Linked DNA regions of Gossypium hirsutum: region 2 is linked to region 1. A link is a contact called in public Hi-C data. All regions are on one chromosome and are shown on one strand. Each heading gives the region's core, a stretch centred on a gene start, on an enhancer-like site or on the middle of the called end of the contact. The rest is flanking DNA. Distances are from core to core; before and after follow the strand shown.

Region 1 (4,919 bases), core at 2,251-4,750:
ATTGTAGTCGATAGGTTAAGCCATGCCATAAACCAAATAAAGTGTGTTGGTAATTTAAAACTTGTTAAACCAGTGAACAAAGATAGAGTCTCTTCCCCAAATTTTGCAACTATTAACAAAAGGTTTAGCCCTCATAATTCTCTACAATTTCATCCCTGAGTCGCTATCCATTTTTTATAAATTTATGACTTAGTCCCTCATATTTCTCCACTTATTCAATTTGGTCTTTATTTACTAATTTTGTGTCACAAGGACCTTTTGGGCATTTACACTTTTGGTCCTTCAAATTTTTTAATTTACATTGTAACCCTTCAACTTTTTGAATTTCACACTTTGACTCTACCACTTTTTATTTCTTTACAATTTAGTCAACATCTCGGATTTATTTCTCTAAATACACGACTCCTTTCAATTGCCTTCTCTACTAACTCTAATAGTTCTTATTTTATTTCCTTTGAAAATTCCAACACATTTCATCTTTTCTCGACTTAAGGGATTCTAGGGATGTTACAATTCCCTTGTTTTTCTTTTTCACCATTCGGAATTCTCAATGTGATTCATTTCTCATTAATCGCTACATTTGTATAATCTTTCGACCTATCAAATTAGAATATGAATATGTTGAAAATTTTTTAATTTATTCATAGGGTTTTGGAAGATTTTTCAAAATTGAACCCAAAATACAGAGGGGAATTATATATTTTCCCTTAATTTTAATTTTTTTTATTGGTTTACTTTTATTCCTTTAATAAAATAAAATAAAATCCTTCTTAAAGTAGCGTTTTGCTTTTGTTAAGGCCTAATTGTTTGCAAATTTGGTTGGTAACTCAGTTTGATTTTATAGAAGAAAAACGGAACTAAAAAAATGTTGAAACAATTTCAGGGGAAGGAAGAGTAGTTTAAATTTTAAAATGTGTGAATTACTGTGAAAATGGATTATCTGATAATTTAATAACAAAAATGACCGTAAAAAGACCTTAGCATGTTGAATTATCTAATCATTTCTTTTACTTATATTATTCCTTTCAACTCACATTTTAAATTAATTGATTTTTTTATTTTTATTTTTCATATGACACATGTATGTGTGATTGGTATACCAGCATGTCTTATATCAATCACATAATCATATAACATACATTTCATATATCTATTTCTAAACATTTATCATTACATTGTAACATGAACTCATTCACATAAATATTCAAAATACAATAGTCATCATATCACAACTATACTTACCAATCATGAGACAAATAAACATTTTTACCTTATTCAATTTGCTACTTAATAGGATATACATTTAAATCAAATCACGATAGCGCAGACCGAAATGGAGCTACTCATCTACGACCTTCGCCTCTCCATTATCCCTCGACTTCCCAACATTGTCTTTAGCTCTAGTAATTTGGAACGACAAAAGTGAGGAAAACTAACAAACTTTTTTTTTCTTTCTTCTTAGCATAAACAACAATTGGTATGAGGAAGAAGATATCATCCATTCTCTTTTCCACTCACTTAATATATATAAAAATATTAGCAAAATAATTAAACTTAATTAAGCCTTAAACGGATGGTTATTATCTATCATTAATTAATTTAGTGGAATTGGATGAATGAGATAAATTCATTCAACTATGGAATAATGATGGTAATATATCAACATGGTCCTTGGATCAATTGCCAAATAAAGCCTCACACATTTCTTTAATCAATTCTCACTTGTGATGGCTCATTTGCAATTTAGTCCCTGTACTATATTTAACAACATTTTCAATTTAATTGCTCAATAATTCACTATTATAATCTCATACTAGATATGTCAACTCTTCAATTAATAATTCACTAATTCAAATTACAAAATCTGCTTTAAAATTGTGTTTTCCAACACCGTTTAAAATCGGCTCGTTACAACATATAATAACTATTATTGAAATAAAATTTGAATTTACCACCCAATTTGCTTGAACTAGCTCGATTTGGTTAGGTAAGTTAGTTGTAATAGCTAACTACAAAAGATGATATACTATTACACAATATAATAATATAGTATATAATTATGAATAAAACTATTGATACATATATACAACTATTATTATATTATAGAAAGCTTCAAAAAAATATTTTTAAAAATAAATTAAAACTCTAATAAAAAAAACTACAATAATTTAAGTCCTTAATTGAAAATTAGCAATAAATTGAGCCTCCAAAATATAGCTTTCCGTCAAAGCATCTAACATGGGATGATGTGGCAATTATCATGAAAAAATGATGACTAGGCAATTGGAGTGGAAAAATAGTTTAATTTTTTAAATTATTTTATTAACACTAATAATATTTTTGTTGAATTTGTAGACGTGACATTAAGAATTTTTTACTTACAAACATTACATGTAATAAGTATTGTGTAGTTATGTTATAGATAACATTTCTATTAAAATAAAACATCTATATAAAATTATTGCTTTATATTAAGTGACTTTTTATTGTGTTATCATCGTGTGTAAAAGTAAATTAATTGTTACATTTGAAATATATTTTATAAAATATCAAAATTATTTGAATATGTTTAAGCTTGTCCAACCAAAATTGATTCAAATCCGAGAAAATTCAAGCTAAAAAAGATTCGAATCTAAAAAGGATCGAGTCTGAGAAAACGTCTAACCCAAAAATATCCAAGCCTGAATTGATCTGAACTCGAGATAATATAAGCTCAAAAAGAGCTCGACTCGAGTTTGTCCTAACCCGTTCGTTTGGCACTTGTACTAAAAATTAATTAAACCCTCGTAAAATAATTGAAAAATAAATTAAGCCCTCATAAATTTATTTAAAAATCAATTAAACCTTTTTCATGTCACATCATCTTAAAAGTTTAATTATTTAACATAGATTTGAAGTCTTAATATTTTATAATGAACAGTACTTTAAATTAGGTAAACAAACCCAACCCCGTCCGACAAATAAAAAAAAAAACTATCTGAAGTCTCCACAAACCTAAACAAATTACTCAAAAAACACAACAGATTTAATGCTTTAAATGTTTTATTTTTAATTGACTTTGCAATCTATAATTAATGTTTATGTCATTGTTACTTAAATGTGTTTATAAATTAGTTAAAAAAAGAATTCTGATTTTTATAGTATTTATTAAACCATTGACTGCTCTCAATTCGGTTAAGAAATTACGAAATTATTATTATTCGAGAGTACTTTAGTCTTTTCATTTTAATAGAAATCAATTAAAATATGTATATGGTGGGATTTAAACCCGCACAAATCAAATTACTAAATTTTATATATATACGTTTTAAATTTCCACACGCATTAGTCCAGTCTGTAGCGTTTTCCCATAAAGAAAATGGAAAATTAACACAAATTTGAATTGATTTGATCTCATTTTAGAAAGAGAAAGTTAAATGGGCCTGGCCCAACTTGAACACGTCTACATCTTAGTCCGTCAATATTGACCCCATATTATCCTATATAATTAAGAAAGAGATGGTGGTAGTGCAAAAACCTGTACTTGTTCTTAAAATATAAAAACGGGAAATGCGGGGTGGTGGCTCAAGAATCTTCCTCCTCCCTCACCAAAATCATAACAGACATGAAATCCCATATATAATAACTGAAACACCGGATTCCAATACATTCTTATTTACCTCAAAACCCCATACATTTGCTTGAAGAAAAACGATCCCTTTCTTGTAAGTTTCCTCTTTTCTTTTATGCTTTAATGCTCTTGTAATCGTAAAGCACTCTCTCTTTTTTGCCCTCTTTGTTATTGCTACCTTTTTCCCTCTCATTCCTCTTTTCCTTTCTTTTTGTCTTTTTGGCTTCTTTGGGTACTTCCCTTTCTTCATTCTGTTTTCTTTAGAATGTTTTTGGATGTATTTTCTTCAATGGCTTCATGCCAATTTGTTTGCTTTTGTGGGTTTTCTTGTTCCTAGGCATTTGTATTAAGTGCCTGTCAAAAAGCCCCTCTTTTTCTTTTCATCTCTCCCTTTTCCTCCTCTGCTTAACCTTTTCAAAATTTTAAACTTTTTATATCTGTATTTGCTCCAATATGTTGAGCTTTTGATGCTGTTCGTTTCTGAGAAAATTTCTTCTTAACTCTCTATGAGGTGCTTTTGTCCATACTTTATTACATGCACTTGTTAGGGTGTCCCCAATTCTCCTGGTTTCAGTTCCGCAGTTGAGAGGGGCCTTATATGAACTTAAATCTTATATACTAACACCTAAATTTTGAAAGTTTTTGATTGTTTCTAATCATTTGTAGTTGTTGTTCACAGCAGGAAATTAAACAAGAGAACTTGATCAAAACCATTCCTGCCTTGTCTTTGGCTTGTTTAAAGCTGATTGTTGAATTTTCATTTTTGTATCTGATTATGGGGGATCATTTTGTATTACTAGTGGACCGGTTGATAACCGAATCCACATTGGAAGCTGCAATTGAAAGCAGGAACCGGTCTTTTCAGGCCACTGCATCAGTGGTTGATGACACTAAGGTATTCAACTCTTCTCCAAAGTTGAATTTATCCTCCCTGGGGGAAATTGTTGAATGTAGGATATGCCAAGATGAGGATGTAGACTCGAATATGGAGACCCCTTGTGCTTGCTGTGGCAGCTTGAAGGTTAGTTTGGTGCTTATTTGATTATAATTTTTCAGAATTTGAATATATCTGTAAATGTTATGTATATTAAGATAACCCCACAAAATTTTCACTATAATGATTTGCAGTGTTCTCACGGCGCCGCACTTGATAACATAAGTGAAACTTTTGCATGTTTTATAGACAAATTAGATCACTCTTTTAGAGTTTCGTATTATAATTATATATCTTAGCCTTACACATATACATATATCGCCTTACTCACTCATATGAGCACTTTTGTGTTGCACGTTGCACCTCATGCAATAT
Region 2 (5,192 bases), core at 1,781-4,280, 360 kb after region 1:
CACCATTCATTGGGGTTCTGATCTCATGGGAAACAGTTGCAAGGAACTGCAAAACGGTCACAATTAATTAGGACCAAATGTCTGTAAGAGGTCAGAATGCTTTAAGAGTATAACTCAGATGTCATATACCTGAGATTTGGCAACATCAGCTGCCTCGGCCTGCTTTTTAAGCTCCATCATCTTATGGCAGTCATCTTCCACCTTGGCAATTCGATTTACTGTTGCATGGAATATATGCCCAACAAGTAATGCAATCACAAGGATGCCAATTGAAGTGGTTATTCCTAACCATGGCCATGGTGGCTTTTGCTTAAACCTAGAATAAAAACAAAATTAATCCAAGATTTATATTCAAGTTACGTTATTTTTAAAATGTTTTGGTTTCTTGAAGAAAGAAGGAAAACAATTTAGAACATCTCTTGAAGATTAAACAACCTTGTTTTATGGGTGTAGATAACAGTCCATGTTATATAAAGGTTGACACGCACTTGCAAAGGCCCATATCAAAGAGAAGGTGAAATCTGGGCAATCGAAAATCTATGAACTACCTGCAGCGCATCTCATGCTTTCTGAATGGATCTCCAAAATTAAGGAGGCTGACATGCTCCAACCCGTCATTTGATGCGTTCGAGCCATACATGCTGATAGGGTACGACTGATTAGTTGTATCCAGCACATTCACAAGGATTGTTTGTTTACTTGCAAGCTGTTGTAGCAACTTCTCCACAAGTGACTCAATATCAAACACTCCACCAAGATACCTGATTGAGATCATCTTATCAGAGCCATTAACTAGAGCATCCTATCAGGGATCTCGTTTAAAAAGAAAAGAGCTTGGTTCACCCTTTTTAACAAGGCATTATTTTCATTGATGTCTGTAAGCCATTGCAACTTTTACCTTTTTCATGTATGTATGTGGTTTCAGAGATGAGAAGCCTAAGGAATTCATCTTCCCACTAATTTTTATAAAAGGAGGAGACATTGATTGGACATTCCTACTTTTTGTGCATACTGAAAACATACCCGTCAGTAGCTTGAATCCTCTCAGTAGGAGTTGCATTCAACGGCAGATCCCTCTTGTAGACCGCAAATGTCAAAATAACTCCAAGACGATTTGTTTTGAGTAGCCTAAATGGAGCTGTTAGCACCCCTTTTCCTGATTTTCTTGCACACAATACATTCTTGCTATCCTCCTATCGGTACACAAGAAATTCAGTATTCATAACTGAAGAGTGTAATTAATAATGAATTCAAAATTCTTGAGAGATTGAAAATATTTTATTCTTCCTAACTAGAAAGTAGTACAATTAAATCTTCAGTCGAGTTAAGCTTAATACAAGTGATCCAAGGATCCTTGGGTTTCTCAATAAGCTTTTAGATAGTAAAAGAGCTAACCTGTCCTGACAGCATATCAATAGAAACCACATGTGATATGATATCCTGCGCAAAGACAACAGGAGCATATTCTTCCTGAATGGGCGATGGTTCTAAGAGGTCAGGATTGTAGTCATCCTTATGAACTGGGTTTTGTTCAAGGGTATCCATCCTCTTAATAGTCCAGCCCTGTTGCTTCTCAAATTGTTCCCTTTCCGAGTGGAGCACCCTTACAGCATAAGCCACACCACTTGTAAGAGGTCTCTCAAAAGCAGTTCGTTCCGTATACCTCGCAAAAGTCCTCTAGATGTGATTAAAGTGAGTTCCCTTTGTTATCCAAAAAAAAGAAGGATCATAATTCCTAACTACAAACACTCAGACCTGGTTTGGCTATCAAGTTAACAAGATCATTATTTGATAAACTGATCCTGATCAATAAAGCAAAGGAAATGCATAATCATCTATCTTAACTAAAAGTTACAAGATGAGGATATTAATTTACCTGATCAATAGCCGAGGGGGTTTTGCCATGGTGGAAAGTTGAGATCAAAATGGAGATGGCCTGGATATGGTTCATGCTTACATTAAACTGATCCTGCAGCATCCTAGCTCTCTCATCACATATGCTAGTCAATGTCTCCATCCTCTTTTCGGTAGCTTGAAAGCTCATATAATAGAATATAGAAATAGAAGCCAAAATCCAACCAATTATCCATGAAAACAAGAGCTTTCTCCACCAAGTCTTGCTAATTCTCTTGGAACCCACATACTGATAATATTGATGGTGGATGTTGAAGCTATAGTTTGAGAACTTGTCCCAGCATTTCAACCACATCTTGCTACCACTATGACCAAGGAGAACTGCCTCAGCGCCCTTAAATTCACCATTAATGAACCAGTTCACGGAAATCATAGATGCTACCCAGCAATATAACATCCAAAGCAGATGCCCCACCTTTAAACCAAACCCAAATACATGGAGCAAACTCATCCAAGAAACAGTGACCAATTGTGGGTCTCACTTCCTTCTTAATTCCAGCTAAAGACAGAGACCCACTGTCAAATCTATAGAAACTGTGTAGTAAAATTCTGCATCAACAGAAAATTAAGAACCTTGGGATAAGAAGAACCCTCTCCCAGCAAACTCCAAATTTACTATGTGACGGACTGTAAGGCCTTAGACCGTGAGGGAAAGAAAAAAAGATGCTTATCTTATCCAGCAATATAGCTTTCTAACTGAGGATGGCAAAATAGAAAACCCAGAATTGAGGAAGATAAAAAGGAAAAATTTTCACAGTAACCACAAAAAAGAATCAAAACCCCCCTCAAGATTCTGAGTTTCTAATTCCAAACACAAATTATACATTATACTACTACAACACTGTAGTACCGGTACTACCAGTATATATTATTAATTTTTGTCTTTAAATATAAAATAATATAACAGATGAGATCTATTCTCGGATTGGCTGTACTTTATGATAACAAAAGTACCCTTTGCTGCTCTGTATGAAAACAAATTTCTATACCAATTAACATAATTTCTTTTTCTTTTTTATTCCACTTCTGTACCCATTTTTGAGATTAGGAGCCGTCTTATTTTTCGAAATTGCCATCTGAGTCAAAAACATTAGATCAAGAAGACGATAGAGTTTTTAACCTATTTTGGATTATTGAATTTAGGGTCAGTAAAATATTTTTCAGAAAATGATTTATGAAAAATATTTTATTTTTCTGTAAAATAATTTACTGGAAAATATTTTCTGGTATTTGATTGAATCTCTGTAAAATATTTTTTGCTGTTTATAAATTTTTTGAAAATATTTTTCGGAAAAGTTATTTTTACATATATTAATATATGTTAAGCTAATTATCATGATTAATACAATACTTCAATAAATGATTTGGTTACCATGACTATGCATACATACATATCAAGCTAATTGCCATAATTAATACAATACTTCAATAAATGATTTGGTTAATACAATACTTCAATATATTTGATAAGCATATAATGAACAAAAAAATAAAATAAAATTACTTATTTTTCCATTAGATTAGAATTCACTAACTATTTAATTAATCACCATTAGATTAGAATTCACTAACTATTTAATTAATTATGACCAGCTTTACGAATTGTTAATGATTTCTTAAAAACTTCAAACAGCTTTGCGAATTGTTACATATTTGTAGGCCAAATAAAACAGTTTTGAATATTTTAAATAATATATTCTTACATAAAGTGAATAGTGGTATATTTTAAATAACAAATGCTTTGTGTCTACAAATTACATTTTGTAATAGGATTTTGCTAATATATAGTAATATCTTCTGAAGCATTAGAAATGATGAATAAACTTGTCAACTATTGCACATGATACAATGTTATTATAAATAATACATTTACTAACTTTAAAGAGTGCCATAAACATGCTTGTTAGCAAAGCCCTTTATAAGAAAATGGTTTGCTTAGCAAAATGAACTCTGAATCGCTGATAGTTTACGGAGCTGTTGGCACTTATATACTAAAAACTTAATCAATAAATATGGATCCAAATATATGACCTACATGATTAGTAATTCTAAACCACATATCTTAAGTACATCAAGTATTTCCTCTCCTTTTCTTCCAAGTCATATGCATATGTTGCTATCTTATCATTCAACATTCCTTTTCACCCACCATTTGTGGTGTATTTATTGAAGTGGATTATGAAGATGATCAGATTTGAAGGAATAAAGAGGATAGCTTCTCCTAGGCCACATTGTATGAGAAGCCAAATTGGTACTCGTATCCTCCTTTTAAAGGAGCATCATATGTGTTCTTGGATAAAAGTTATCATATCTGACATTCAGAAAAAAAAAAAAAAAAGAAGAAAAGAAATAAGAGTTATCCTTTCCAGGCCCCTGCAATACACCAAATGCATCATTCATGCAGCATCTAAGGTTTTTTATTTCCTTTTCTTTTCTGGCCACTTGTGTACTAAAGTTGAGTTTATTCTAAATGCAATATAGATACTTTTTAAGTATTCCCACATCCAGTGGGGCTGTTGGTTTAAAGTTTGAAGTGAAATCCTCTAAATCAATTCTAAGATCAAGGTAAAATGATTCCTAAAAAATTAAGATTCTAAAATCACTGTAACTGATACATAAAATCAGTCTAAATAATACATGTTTCCATAATAGTTGACTAATTACATTTTCCTCATACATCAATAACAAATACTATTAAGGTATAATTGTCTTTTAAATTCTTTTAGTATAGTAAATATGAGCATTATTTTAGTGACCAACAAATAACCATCAAATCCTCTAGAACAGAACATAAGAAATTCATAAAAGTATAACATCAGCAACTTGAGATTTGCTATTGACTAAGTTGTAGGCTTTCAAAAAATGCTCAAATCACCTAAACTCAAAATACTGAGTCATCCCAAAACATGCTCATATCACCTAAACTCAAAATACCGAGTCATCCCAAAACATGCTCAATATCTCTACTTCTTTCCACAGACATTACCTTATGCAAAATAAAACGCAAAAATTAAGCAAAATACAACGAAAAACCATTCTCAGGGCATAGAAATTAGAATCGTAGAAATCCATCATTCAGATTATAAAAGAAAAAAGAAAAAAAATCATTATTCAATAATCAATATATCTACTACTTTCCACAAAAAATCAAAATTATTACCCACAAAGAAAATAATTAACATAAAAAGTCTTTGTACCCTTAAATGCCCGATTCTGGAACTGGGAGCAGGACTGGAGGTGGACCGGTAGAGGTGGATCAGTGGAGGTGGATCGGTGCT

Evidence for each region. A called contact is a pair of places that touch in the nucleus more often than the background predicts.
Region 2: a contact with region 1 is called in a Hi-C map of fibers, with 3 times the contacts expected there. The contact joins the promoter of LOC107922254 here to the promoter of LOC107922386 in region 1. A contact is called at or near these places in 5 of 34 Hi-C or Micro-C datasets (fibers, leaf, petal and 1 more).

Annotation. Positions count from the first base shown.
Region 1 is chrD01:48,854,743-48,859,661 of Gossypium_hirsutum_v2.1, forward strand. LOC107922386 reads left to right here and starts at 3,501. Exons shown (of 8, transcript XM_016852401.2): 1 at 3,501-3,704; 2 at 4,290-4,631. The coding sequence starts at 4,386.
Region 2 is chrD01:49,219,674-49,224,865 of Gossypium_hirsutum_v2.1, forward strand. LOC107922254 (histidine kinase 3) reads right to left here and starts at 3,031. Exons shown (of 11, transcript XM_016852186.2): 1 at 1,877-3,031; 2 at 1,396-1,677; 3 at 1,024-1,193; 4 at 549-761; 5 at 130-316; 6 at 1-46. The coding sequence starts at 2,365. LOC107921906 (a long non-coding RNA gene) reads right to left here. Exons shown (of 3, transcript XR_001691136.2): 2 at 5,112-5,192; 3 at 3,727-4,225.